Linked DNA regions of Hordeum vulgare: regions 2 and 3 are each linked to region 1. The links are chromatin contacts, called in public Hi-C maps. All regions are on one chromosome and are shown on one strand. The core of a region is the stretch at or near the end of the contact, and the rest is flanking DNA. Distances in the headings are between cores, read along the strand shown. Region 1 holds the start of LOC123401157 (plant cysteine oxidase 5-like). Region 2 holds the start of LOC123401680 (acetylornithine deacetylase). Region 3 holds the start of LOC123401465 (AP-2 complex subunit mu).

Region 1 (3,867 bases), core at 255-2,754:
GAAAAAACAACTAATCCTCATTTTTCCATATACCCGAAATCTTGGGTTTTGGAAAACCAGATTTTCTATAATCACGGATTAGATAGAGTTGCCAAACAGGATTTTAGTTTGTTACATAATTTTCATGATTTGTGGAGATCCGGTTCTGTATATATCACGTATCCAAACAACACCTAAGGCACCTACCATAACTCCATAAGCTTGTTATACACTTATACTGCATACCATCAATAGGTCCAACACAATCCTGATTGGTGACAAGTAAAAACCAAAAAAATAGGATCTAAAAAAACCATACCAACAAAAAAATAAGTATTCTCGCTCAACCTCATACCTTGAGTATGCATCCCACCTGTGGCACCCTTCTACTTTGGTTGGGGTCTCCAATGAAGGATTCGTAATAAAATCATCTCATAGCATGCCAATAGCACGGAAGACTTATTGAAATAACTGTTAACGACTTCAGTGGACCTATCAAATTTGTGACCATTAACCTATTCCTAAGGTTGTGCCTAATTTAAAAATATATATAGCTACTAGCTGCTCAACACACAAATGTATCGTGTCCTCAAGCAATTCCCAAGTTTATAAAATCGTCAGAGAGGGGCTCTACCAAGCCTAAGCATGTTCACACAAGTTATATCATTCTTTGTTATTTATTGTCTAGGTACTCCATCCCATCCTTCTCATCTAGTAAAGCATCTGTCACAGCGTATATGCAACTGCCCCATAAATTAGCATATTTGTCTTATTGTCCATCTAAATGCAAAACTGGAGCAAGGAAAACATCAACATGACACACAATGTAATTCAATAAGCACTACAGGCAGATTTTGATCGAAACAGGAAAATGCAACTTTAACATGACACGCCATACAATACAATAAACACTACAGGCAGATTTGATGTCCACAGATGGTAGCGAGCAATAAAGTACCATAAACATGATATGCAAAAAAAATTAAGGCTACCAATACAAGAACCTGAAACCAGGTCAATACACGGGCTAACTGCCGCGGCATATTATTTTCGAATGGATGGGTCACCTAGCTTGAAGGATTTGGGAAGGGAAAATCACCAGGACAACACCGAATCAGATCTTGAGGTCTAGGGTTTGTACCTCGGACTTTGTAGGGGGAATCTGCAAAGTTGGATAATATGCGCTGCTGCCGGTGAGGTCCTGCTCGCCGGTGTCGTCCAAATCGGCGGCTGAGCTAGCTGGAAATACGACAGGGAGCGGGGTCAGAGCACAGAGAAGGAGACAGGGGAGAGGAGGAGCATGTCAGCAGCCGACGCGACTCGCCGTTTCCCGACGCCACCGCCCGCTGCAGATAGGAGAGAGATGAGGGGGGCAGGGAGAGGGCACGGACGACCTGCCGCCAAAGCTCCCCGTCAGACACGCGCCGCCGACGCCGCCGCCAGGAGGGCGAAAGAAAGGGGGCTGACTGGTGAGAAAGATAGGGTTACGGGGAGGGGGAGGGGGAGGGGGGAGATGGAGAGAGAGAGAGAGAGAGAGAGAGATGGGACCTCCGGGAGGCGAGGGAGGGACACGCGCGACCGAGCGACGCTCGCGAGGCTGGTTGCCCTCCTCCGGCAGTTTTTTGCGGGGCTTCTGCCTGAGCAAATTTTGATCAATGACGCATCTTCCATTTAAAAAATATACAGTATAACAGTTCAAAAAAAATATACAGTATAACACTGTTATTCTTGTAAATCAAGTATCATTTAATATTATATTTTTCAAAACGTAATATAGGTATAGACATATGCACGTGCATACAAGTGCACGCATACATACCTAATCTATATGAGCCTCTCTAAGAGACGGAGTAGGTAGTTTCACGGGGACACGATCTTTCATCAAAACTGCTAGATTGGTGGGAGTTCGTGGTCATTTATATTTCGGCTCTATTTGGTGGTGACGGTGGTCCTTCCAGTAAGCTTGGGAGGGGCGGGTGTGGTGTATGCAGTGTGTGTAACGAGCTGTATGGGTGTCTTCCTTAGTTCCTTAGTAGTGTGTGACATCAATTCATTTTTAATGATAGAGAAGTATACATGAAAGGAAGATGTTTCAATATTTTAAATCCCTAGTCACAAGTTTGTCGCTCTCACGTTGGAGATACATACTGTCAGCATTCTTGAGGGCTCCTTGATACGTTAAGTTTGAGCTTGAGTTTGGGCTTGTGGACCTTATAAGCAACTAAAAGTACAAAGTCTAAACAAACAGCTAATTGTGTGTCTCGTCTTGATAGAATCCACCTCCTAAAATGTATTGTCAAGCGTAAAAGCACCTCCAACTGTAGCTATAGTCCTTGAAGGTGGCCTCGAACGTGCCATATTCCTAGGTCGGCCACTATCCCCACCCACACCCTGATGACCCACAAGTATAGGGGATCAATCGTAGTCCTTTCAATAAGTAAGAGTGTCGAACCCAACGAGTAGCGTAAGGAAATGACAAGCGGTTTTCAGCAAGGTATTTTCTCCAAGCACTGAAATAGCGGTAACAAGTTGTTTGATAGCAAGATAATTATAACAAGTGACAAGTAGCAATAGTAACAATAGGTGCAGCAAGGTAGCCCAATCCTTTCGTAGCAAAGGACAAGCCAGAACAATATCTTATAATAGGCAAAGCGTTCTTGAGGGCACACGGGAATTTCATCTACTCACTTTCGTCATGTTGGGTTGATTCGCGTTTGATACTTTCATAATTTCATATGTGGATGGACCGATGCTTGGGTGTTGTTCTTACTTAAACAAGCCTCCCACTTATGATTAACCCTCCCGCGAGCATCCGCAACTACGAGAAAAGTATTAAGAATAAATTCTAACCATAACATTAAACATAGGGATCCAAATCAGCCCCTTACACAGTAGCGCATAAACCTGGGTTTCAGTTTCTGTCACTCTCGCAACCCACCATCCAATTACTACTCCACAATGCATTCCCTTAAGCCCAAAGATGGTGAAGTGTTATGTAATCGACGTTCACATAACATCACTAAGGGAATCACAACATTCACATCATCAAAATACCGAACGAATATCAATTTTACATGACTACTTGCAACATGACTTCTCCCATGGCCTCAAGAACAAAAGTAATTACTGACAAGTGATAAACATGCTCAAGATCAGAGAGGTATTAAATAGCATATTGGGTCTGAACATATGATATTCCATCAAATAAACCATAAAGCATCAACTACAAGATGTAATCAACACTACTAGTCACACCCCAGGTATCAATCTGAGGTTCCGATACAAGATTGAGCACAAGAGATGAACTAGGGTTTTGAGAGGAGATGGTGCTAATGAAGATGTTGATGAAGATTGTCCTCCCCAAGATGAGAGGGTTGTTGGTGATGACGATGGCCTCGGTTTCCCCCTCCGGAAGGGAAGTTCCTCCGGCGTAATCGCTCTCGAGAGGGAAAAAGCGCTCCTGTCCATGTTCCACCTCGAGATGGCGACGCTTCGTCCCGAAAGTCCTTTCCTGGGTTTTTTCAAGTTAAAAGATAATTTATACCAGAAGATGGTCGTGAGATGTTGTTGGAAATATGCCCTAGAGGCAATAATAAAGTAGTTACTATTATATTTCCAATTCATGATAATTGTCTATTATTCATGCTATAATTGTATTAACCAGAAATCGTAATACATGTGTGAATATATAGATCACAATGTGTCCCTAGTGAACCTCTAGTTGGCTAGCTCGTTGACCAATAGATGATCATGGTTTCTTGATCATGGACATTGGATGTCATTGATAACGGGATGACATAATTGGGGAATGATGTGATGGACAAGACCCAATCCTAAGCATAGCACTAGATCGTGTTGTTCGTCTCCTAAAGCTTTTCTAATGTCAAG
Region 2 (4,390 bases), core at 694-3,193, 190 kb after region 1:
GGCGGCGACGGGGCGGGGCGGCGACTGGGCGGCGACGGGGCGGCCCGAGCGGCGACGGGGCGGGCGGGGACGGGGCGGGCGGCCGACGGCGATTGGGGCGGTGCGAGCGACGAGGGGCAGGGCGGCGGCCACTGGATCGACTTCCGCGGGCCTAACCAGCAATAAGTCCCAATAAGCTCCTACTAGAGAGTCTTATTTGATAAGTCCCAAATAACCATAATAAGTCCCAATAAGTCCCTTGTGTTTGGTTTAGGTGGGACTTATAGGGACTTTTTTAAGTCCCAAAACCAATAAGTCCCTCGAAACAAACACCCTCTTATTCTAGAAACTATACTATTTAACAGATCACATCTATAGAATATTTACTACTCCCTCCGCTTCACTATAATTATCCTCATGTAAGGAGTGTCTAAAAATATGTCCACTGAAGGAATCAAGAGGTAATGCAATATTTTCACCCTATTACTTTAAAGGTTATATGGTTGTATGATGTCATTTATTAAGTATGGTCATTTTTCATCAACTATCTTAGATTTTGTGTGTACAGTTATATTACTGAACATTGTTCTAGTGAGTCCAAATGAGTACCTTATGTGCGAGGCCACTGTGAAACAGCTTCCCTGTTGCCTTCAGATGCCAAGGGATCATCCCACCGGTACCAATGCATGGCTGCTTATCCGCAGTATCTATCCAAAACCTTAACAATACCACACATATAACCAACTAAATCAGCAAACAATCCTCACGAATGACACATTAGTTGGACAGTTCAATACTCACAAGGGTCCAGTCTTGAGCTTATCCAGCAACCCATCCTTGACAAGGCCATCAACACCAATGCCAGTGACCGATGAATTCTCTTCATTGGCAATGAACACCGCAATGACAGAATGCTTCAATGGTGGTTTCACCTCACCAAGCCGCCGCATGAGCTGAGTCACTAGCGCCACATGACCAAGGCAGTCCGTCGTCCCGCGGCCCCTAAGCTTTTCCTTGTCATCACCTTCGAAGGTTAGTGAGAAGGGATCGAAGTCCTGCAGGGGTAGAAGATTCCAGTCCACTAATTAGTGATTATAAGTTTATAACCAACAAGAACAACAGAAATTTAACGAACAAACCAAGAGTAAATTTGAGGTACAACTTGTTAGTAACCACTAATCAATTAATGATGCGACAGACATAGAATGAGCGAAATCAAACAGCGCCAATGAGGAAATGTGAAACTTTAACAGTAGATACAGCAATGAACCACCAAAGTACTAACTTGTATCAAAACATTCCAGCACTACACCGGAAAATGCATCTATTCCAAGGTAGAACACTCTACTAACGATTCAGGGAAGGGTGCAATTTTGGCGACCAGCTAGAGAGACATATAACTAGACAAAACGAGGTGCCAAGAATCCGGGCAGAAACACCCCCAAATTAAGCAAACCCTCGAATCCTTCGTCCAGGAACCCTAAGCCCCGAAATCAGCACTCACACATCAAAGCTAAATCTGCTAGGAACTCACCCATTCGCTAGGGTTGGCCGGAACGACGTCCATGTGCATGCCGACGAAGGAGACGACGCGGCCGGGGACGGTGCCGGGGTACTCGACGATGACGTTGCTCCGGCCGTCGGTGTAGCTCACCTTCCGCACGACGAGCGGGCCGCCATCGGTTTCCGTCGAGACCGGGCGGAGCGCGTCGACCACGTGCTGCGCCACGAGGTCCTCCTGCGGAACGAGGGCCGGCGGGTCGTTCTGCAGGCGCTGGGACTCGCCGATCAGCTTGGCGAGGAGGGCGACGAAGGGGTCGCGGTCCAGGCCTCCGACGGCGTCCTTGAGCGGCGGCGCCGGAGATGCCATCTTAGACGCGGCGGCGGATTTGGGTCAACAGCGAAGGTTGTCCAGTGGAGGTCGAGGAACTCTCTGTGTTTGAGCAACTCTGGATGGATGTATACATATGATGTGCGCATATGATGTGTCCCTGTCGACGACGACGGCGGCACTGAGATGCGTGCCGTAGCCGATGCGGTTCTTTGTTTCTCTTTTCTTTTCATTCAACACCTCATCATTTTATTTCAAAAAAAAATACCTCATCATTTTATTTATCCTAAAAAAACATTATCATTTTTATAAAAAGAGAAATGATATAATTACTCCTTTGAAGAATCATTTTTAAAGAACCAGAAAATTACGCGCAAGATAGTTGGGAAAATTTCCTCTTGCATTTTCGTTGGCGGGGCGCTGTGAACGAATCCTGATGTCACCTACAGACCTTTTAAAACATTGTTAAAGTTAGGGAAACGTTGTTAACACGGCGGCCGAACAAGAATGAAGTGATGCATGCAAACTGGTTTAAAAAACGAATCATAACCATAAAGAAGAAGGCGACAAAAAGGGCTACATGACCACACCAAATCTGGATAGAAAAATTGGGGAAGATCTAAATTCAATAACACCTCGGTGAAGACAAAGCCAAAGTTAATCGAACTTTGTCGGTCGTAGAGAAGCCAACAGACCAACACACGAAGGGTTGTCATTCACTATATCAATATGATGTCTTTGAAGACCATCCGAAAAAGAAAAGACATAACCATATTTGCAACTCTAGAAGAGCAGCAACCGTACGACCCCCTTATATCCTCTACACCACCGACAACGTCGATCATGAGTAAGGAAAACCTTATCCTCAAGTAAACCAGAGTGTCATCGTAGGAAAATTAAACTGTAATAAACTGAACTAAGTAGCGCCGCAACATTAATTGAAGCAAAATGAGTAGAAGAAGAGGACATGTGTCCTCGGTGGCTAGGAACGGTGTAACGGTCTCATATTTTAGATAAGAGTTGCGTTGTCTGCTCTCTCTTTTTAGTTTAAGAAGGGTTATCATATGAGAAGGACATTCAAATGAACTTCTGTGCATTTTTAATGTTCAATCAATGTATGCAAAATGTTTCGCAAGCATAAACTTTTATACCTAAAAAAATCTAGAAGTTATGTACGTGTATATATAGATGTGTTAGCCGCAAAAAAAAGTATATATAGATGTGTTGTATGTGTGTGCAAATTTTCATCAACATACATATTTATACGCAATATATAAAAAATGACAAATATAATAACCGAAACGGGCTTGTATTATTTAACGAATATTTAAACATGCATAGAGAATACCCATATGTATTCGTATAAAACATTCCAAAAAAAGCATTTAAATACCATCTTTGATATATTTTTAAAATATAGGACTCCCGGCACTCCAATGTATATTGCTTAAAAAGCTAGATAGATTGCCTGTCCTTCCGAACATGTGTTTTTTTTTGTGAAGTCTCCTTTTAAAATGATTGCCTGTCCCTAAACTTGGGAATGGTTGTTAGAAAACCGGGTCTAACGGTTCAGTTATTACTTTGGGTTTGATTGGTTTAGGATTTATTGGGCTGAGCTTTTTTTAGTTTGGTTTTGGTTTGGGTATGTGAAGAAACCAGTTTGGGTATAGTTGGTTATGGGTTTAAACAGTTTGGTTATAAACGGTTATAAACTATAGATCCAAACCGGTTTCTAAGCATTGGTTATGTGCAATAACCAACAATAACCGAGAACGAATATCTTTCATGCGCATGCATGTTGTAATGCACTATATAATTATGTATTATGAGGAAATACCACATGAAAATCGGAAGTATTTTGCTTATGCTTTGGCTAAGCAATTTTGTTTTAATACACTTGTTAGTGAGCTATTCAAACGTGGGCATTTTGTTTTCCTTTTGCTGTGTGTTGACTTTATCTCAAGGATTATTTTGTTCTCAAACTGTTGTAGATGCACTTATGCCTTTTCTATCTCATTTGCTTCTTAACTTGTTAATTTGTGCAATTATATGTACGTTAAAGCAAACCCATAGTTATGTATGTTGGAATTATGCCCAAGAGGCAATAATAAATATAGTTATTATTATAATTCATGTATCAAGATAATCGTTTATTATCCATGCTATAATTGTATTGAATGAAGACTTATATACATGTGTGGATACATAGACAAAACACTGTCCCTAGCAAGCCTCTAGTTGGCTAGCCAGTTGATCAAAGATAGTCAGGGTCTTCTGATTATGAACAAGGTGTTGTTGCTTGATAACTGGATCACGTCATTAGGAGAATCACGTGATGGACTAGACCCAAACTAATAGACGTAGCATGTTGATCGTGTCATTTTGTTGCTACTGTTTTCTACGTGTCAAGTATTTGTTCCTATGACCATGAGATCATATAACTCACTGACACCGGAGGAATGCTTTGTGTGTATCAAACGTCGCAACGTAACTCGGTGACTATAAAGATGCTCTACAGGTATCTCCGAAGGTGTTAGTTGAGTTAGTATGGATCGAGACTGGGATTTGTCACTCCGTGTG
Region 3 (4,107 bases), core at 960-3,459, 220 kb after region 1:
TAGGTTATATTATATTCATCAAGATCATAATGTCCGTGTGGAAAATTTATTTGGAAATGCACATAAGGCAATAGAAACTTCATACCTCCACAACAAACTTGAAAGCACAAGAAACATTAGCATTGCTGCTAACCACGATCACAATGTAAACATTACTGATCCTCATGTAAAGGAAGGAACAGCCTCCTATTTGTCGAACAGGGCATGTACCAAGCTCTTTTGTTTGCATAATGTGCATCCTGAATGCATCAACCATATTTCCCCTGCATAGCCATACATGAACACGGTAGGGTTTAGTCACTAAATGTAAAGATACGTGCAACCAAATAAGCAGGGAATGGAAAGTGAGAGAAGCAAAATGAATACGCGGGACTGTTCTTTATTGAATATAAGGTGATAACTGAGAAAGGCTATGAGAGGAAATGACCTAAGTAGCCTCATGATGAGACAGTTGTCTAGGTGACAATGAATAAATGTGTGCTAAAGAAAAGAAAAAGAAAAAGGACATCGTGGAGCAAACATCATTAAATTTACATCCATGTCCTATGTTTATTAACAAAGCTTGAAAAATACGCTTGCATTACTCAAGAGTAGGTGTCGTAGTTTACATGTTCTAGTGTCCTTAATAAACAATGACTATGATATTGAAAATATATCATATAGATGGAATGGTACTTGCTCAATATTAAACTAGTGTAAGACCTACATATCGAAATAGGCTCAGTACATACAGGATTACAGCGCATTGCTGCAGGTTTATTGAATGGTCTTGCTTTGTTTCTACTATCAACGTGCATGTATGAAAACATTCCACATAATTATGATTTTTATTGGTACCAATGCTATTATCTCTACTCCTATAAAAGACCCATTCGATCTGCATCTAACGCATGCAAGTCAAGTTGTGGCATTTTTGCAATAAGCCAATAAGACACTTGCCACTCTGCTCCAACATTTCAGAAAACCCCTTGGCCTCTTTGGGTGAAAACCAAATATTTTTATATATATACAATACCGAAACCAGGGTGAGATTTTTCAAGTTGTGAACATGTATTAGTCCATTGCAGATCTGTTGCAACGCACATGCACTTTGTTAGTACAAGTATACAAAATTGCAGTTTTCAGGAATATTACAAGATGTTTAATAACTTCTGCCGGTCTTTCCAAGGCCTCTTGGAAATCTATGGTGCGAGAGTTAATATTTATAATTAATTTCAATCCGACAGTTACTATTTCAAAGTTAGCTGGCTTGCCGCTTATGCTGCAGTAGAAGTAAAATTTCAACTACAGAACTATGTGACTACTAACTACTGTCAAAGCCCATTGGAAAAGATGAAATGAGCTATGCAGCAATTTTTCTTGTCCAAAGTGCCTCACTCATCAAAACTACGAGTTCAAAATGGGAAAAAAAGAACTAGTATGGACTCTCTTTTTTATTGTTGTTCACTTGCTATGATCAGATATGACTAGAGGATAACCTCCTTTGAACCATCCTAGATGGAATACATATCCTACTCAGTGAGCAATCTCTTTACTCCATGCTGGAATTATGTAGGCGCCACAACCTCAGGGCAGAGAATGGAACACGCATTCCAAATTCAAATCACTAAGGAACGCCACAACCAAGACAATGGGCAAATTGCAGTGCGCAACGAGCCAACCACCGAAAGAGTGGCTGTCAACTGCACTCCTCGCAGGATTTCACATGTCACTCAACGAAAGCAATCGAAATTCACGAGCTACCTGCCACCCTTCTAGCGATCTACATAACTACAGGTTATGGCCGGAATCAATGGATCCTGGGGCCTCAGATCTACCACTCAAAACCCAGGGAGCCAGGGAGGGGAGGAGGGGGTGCTGCAACACGCACCCGACATCGTCGCGGTATAGGCGATTGATGAGGACGTCCCCGCGAAGGTTGAGGAAGTAGATGGCCGACGCCGCCACCGGCATCGTCTCCGCGTCGCCCGCGCCCCGCTCAAGCGCCTGGGACCAACACCCTTAACTGGCGCGCGGCTCCACGGTGCGCCGCCAGCTACGCGGGCGATCTGGTGTGCTCGGGGCTCGCCGGACGGTGAGGGGGAGGAACGGGATTGACGGGGCGCGGGTTTTTGGTAGATCTCGGGGAAGGGAGGGACGAGCACCAGGTCGTCTTCCCCGTCCAGGAGCGCTTTTTCGTGTGTGTTTTCCAGAATGGACCTCCCCGGACGCCGTATTTCCGTATTTGCGTGGTTTCGCCTTCGGTTGGTGACTTGACTTCTGACTTCGTGTTGCGTTGCGTCTTGGTCCCACTGCTCTACTGGTACACAAAACATGTAAAATGATTTTGTTGTAGAAAAAATAGATATGAATAAGGCATGGGTATTCATATCTAATTCAATAAATACATAAAAAAGAATTAATAATAAAAAAAGACATGTGAGGTGCAATGTCGTGAATCCCTGACTGTCGAAACCAGTCGTACCTCACATGCCCGCGGCTACGAACCCGTTACTTCATATGTCCTATGTGACTCCTCGTAATGGTGAAACCTCGACTCATCACCTCCTAGCTCATGCCCTTCAGCCACCCGCCGCTCGTACTCCTTGTCGTCGTCAACCACTCCTCGAAGCTCCAACCGTCCACAGCACACACATCTGTACCGCCATCACACAGATGCATGCACGAGGATGCCTCATTAGTGCTAGATTACTCACTCGTTATCAATTAAATTTAGACTCATTTATCCTTTTTCATGCTGAAAATGCTACACCCGTCGGATACCCAAGGTGAAGAGGCATGCGTGCCAATTTATGTTCATTCAGGAAGAAGGGGGTATATCCATCCATATCTTTCTCATTGTCATCTCTAGATCTGTCATATGTAGATCTCTATTCTATCAATGGCAACCTTTATGCAATGATTCATGAAGGTTAATTAACTGATCTTCGCCTTTCCGAGTGATTGTAGTGGAGGATTTGAAGGTAGTATTAATAATTGAAGATTTTGGCCATGTTCTATTTTTTAGAGAATCGCGAGAGAAGGCCCCTACCTTTTAATATGATATATTTTTCCTTTTTGATGAAACGGGGAAGGGAGGCCCTAGCTTCTAGTGTCTCAAGAAACACTAGGCAGAAAGATCATAAAAGATTAAATGTTTTTAGATGCAATCCCCGATAGTCCTAATGGGGGCGGAAAGAAAAGAAAAAGGAGTTAACAAGAACATAACAAACAAGAAAAGGAAACATAAATAAAAGATATTCTTATCATATTTATTGTTTGTGGGTGCATTGTTCATGTATAGCGTTTTCCTTTCATACAAAATAATGTTGGCATCTCATTCATAGCATACCAGTCAATGAGGGCATCTATTTTGTAGCAAAGCAGACAATAAAAGAAATGTGTCATATCGCCACCTTGACCCAGTCAAAAACAAGCGAGACCCTAGAGTATTTGGGACTTCTAGATCGCGTGAGTGACCCCTAACACACTTTAGTGCATAAAAAAGATGGAACATTCAATACAAGTAAGAGATCATTAATTATAGCTGAGAACTGTTAACGCATTTAAACTTCTACATATGAAATTATGAATATAGAAAATTGAAAACGTTAAATTTTTTCCATCGAAAATTAGACGGTAAATCGATTAAATGCCTCATCAAGGAGTTGGAGAAGGTTTCGTAGGCAACATGATTGAAGAGGGTCTTGACTCATATTGTAGAGGATCAACACGCCGTGATTGAGGAGATGAAGGGACGGTTCATGAACATCTTCACCGCCTGCAAGGGTACTACGAGTGAGCATTAAATACTAAGTGCTTCAATCTCCCGGGCTTGATTGTAAGATTGGGGGATTCACGTGCACTTTGTATCTTTACCTTTCTGCATTTCTTTCCCGCAAGTTGAAATTAGGTTATAAGTTCTTTTTAGTTAAGATTGAATTGTCAATTTCTCTTTTGAATAAGGGATGGTCCTTTCGATGAGTATTTGGATGTATTGATGTGTGGGATCATTATTGCTTAGTTGGGAACGTACATGATAATAGTTGTGATCTAAGTAGTGGCACATATTTACATGCATGATGATTATAAGTACTCCACATTGCAATTGTGAAGGTTTTGAAAGGA

Evidence for each region. Hi-C and Micro-C count contacts between places; a contact is called where the count stands out from the background.
Region 2: a contact with region 1 is called in a Hi-C map of seedling, with 2.8 times the contacts expected there. The contact joins the promoter of LOC123401680 here to the promoter of LOC123401157 in region 1. A contact is called at or near these places in 1 of 6 Hi-C or Micro-C datasets (seedling) and 1 of 1 datasets of contacts at active chromatin or transcription factors (embryo).
Region 3: a contact with region 1 is called in a Hi-C map of seedling, with 2.9 times the contacts expected there. The contact joins the promoter of LOC123401465 here to the promoter of LOC123401157 in region 1. A contact is called at or near these places in 2 of 6 Hi-C or Micro-C datasets (leaf and seedling).

Annotation. Positions count from the first base shown.
Region 1 is chr6H:450,571,767-450,575,633 of MorexV3_pseudomolecules_assembly, reverse strand. It overlaps LOC123401157 (plant cysteine oxidase 5-like), which reads right to left and starts at 1,504. Exons shown (of 7, transcript XM_045094888.1): 1 at 1,374-1,504; 2 at 1,121-1,218.
Region 2 is chr6H:450,379,878-450,384,267 of MorexV3_pseudomolecules_assembly, reverse strand. LOC123401680 (acetylornithine deacetylase) reads right to left here and starts at 1,943. Exons shown (of 10, transcript XM_045095530.1): 1 at 1,514-1,943; 2 at 781-1,034; 3 at 589-697. The coding sequence starts at 1,849.
Region 3 is chr6H:450,347,305-450,351,411 of MorexV3_pseudomolecules_assembly, reverse strand. LOC123401465 (AP-2 complex subunit mu) reads right to left here and starts at 2,209. Exons shown (of 13, transcript XM_045095290.1): 1 at 1,871-2,209; 2 at 86-263. The coding sequence starts at 1,953.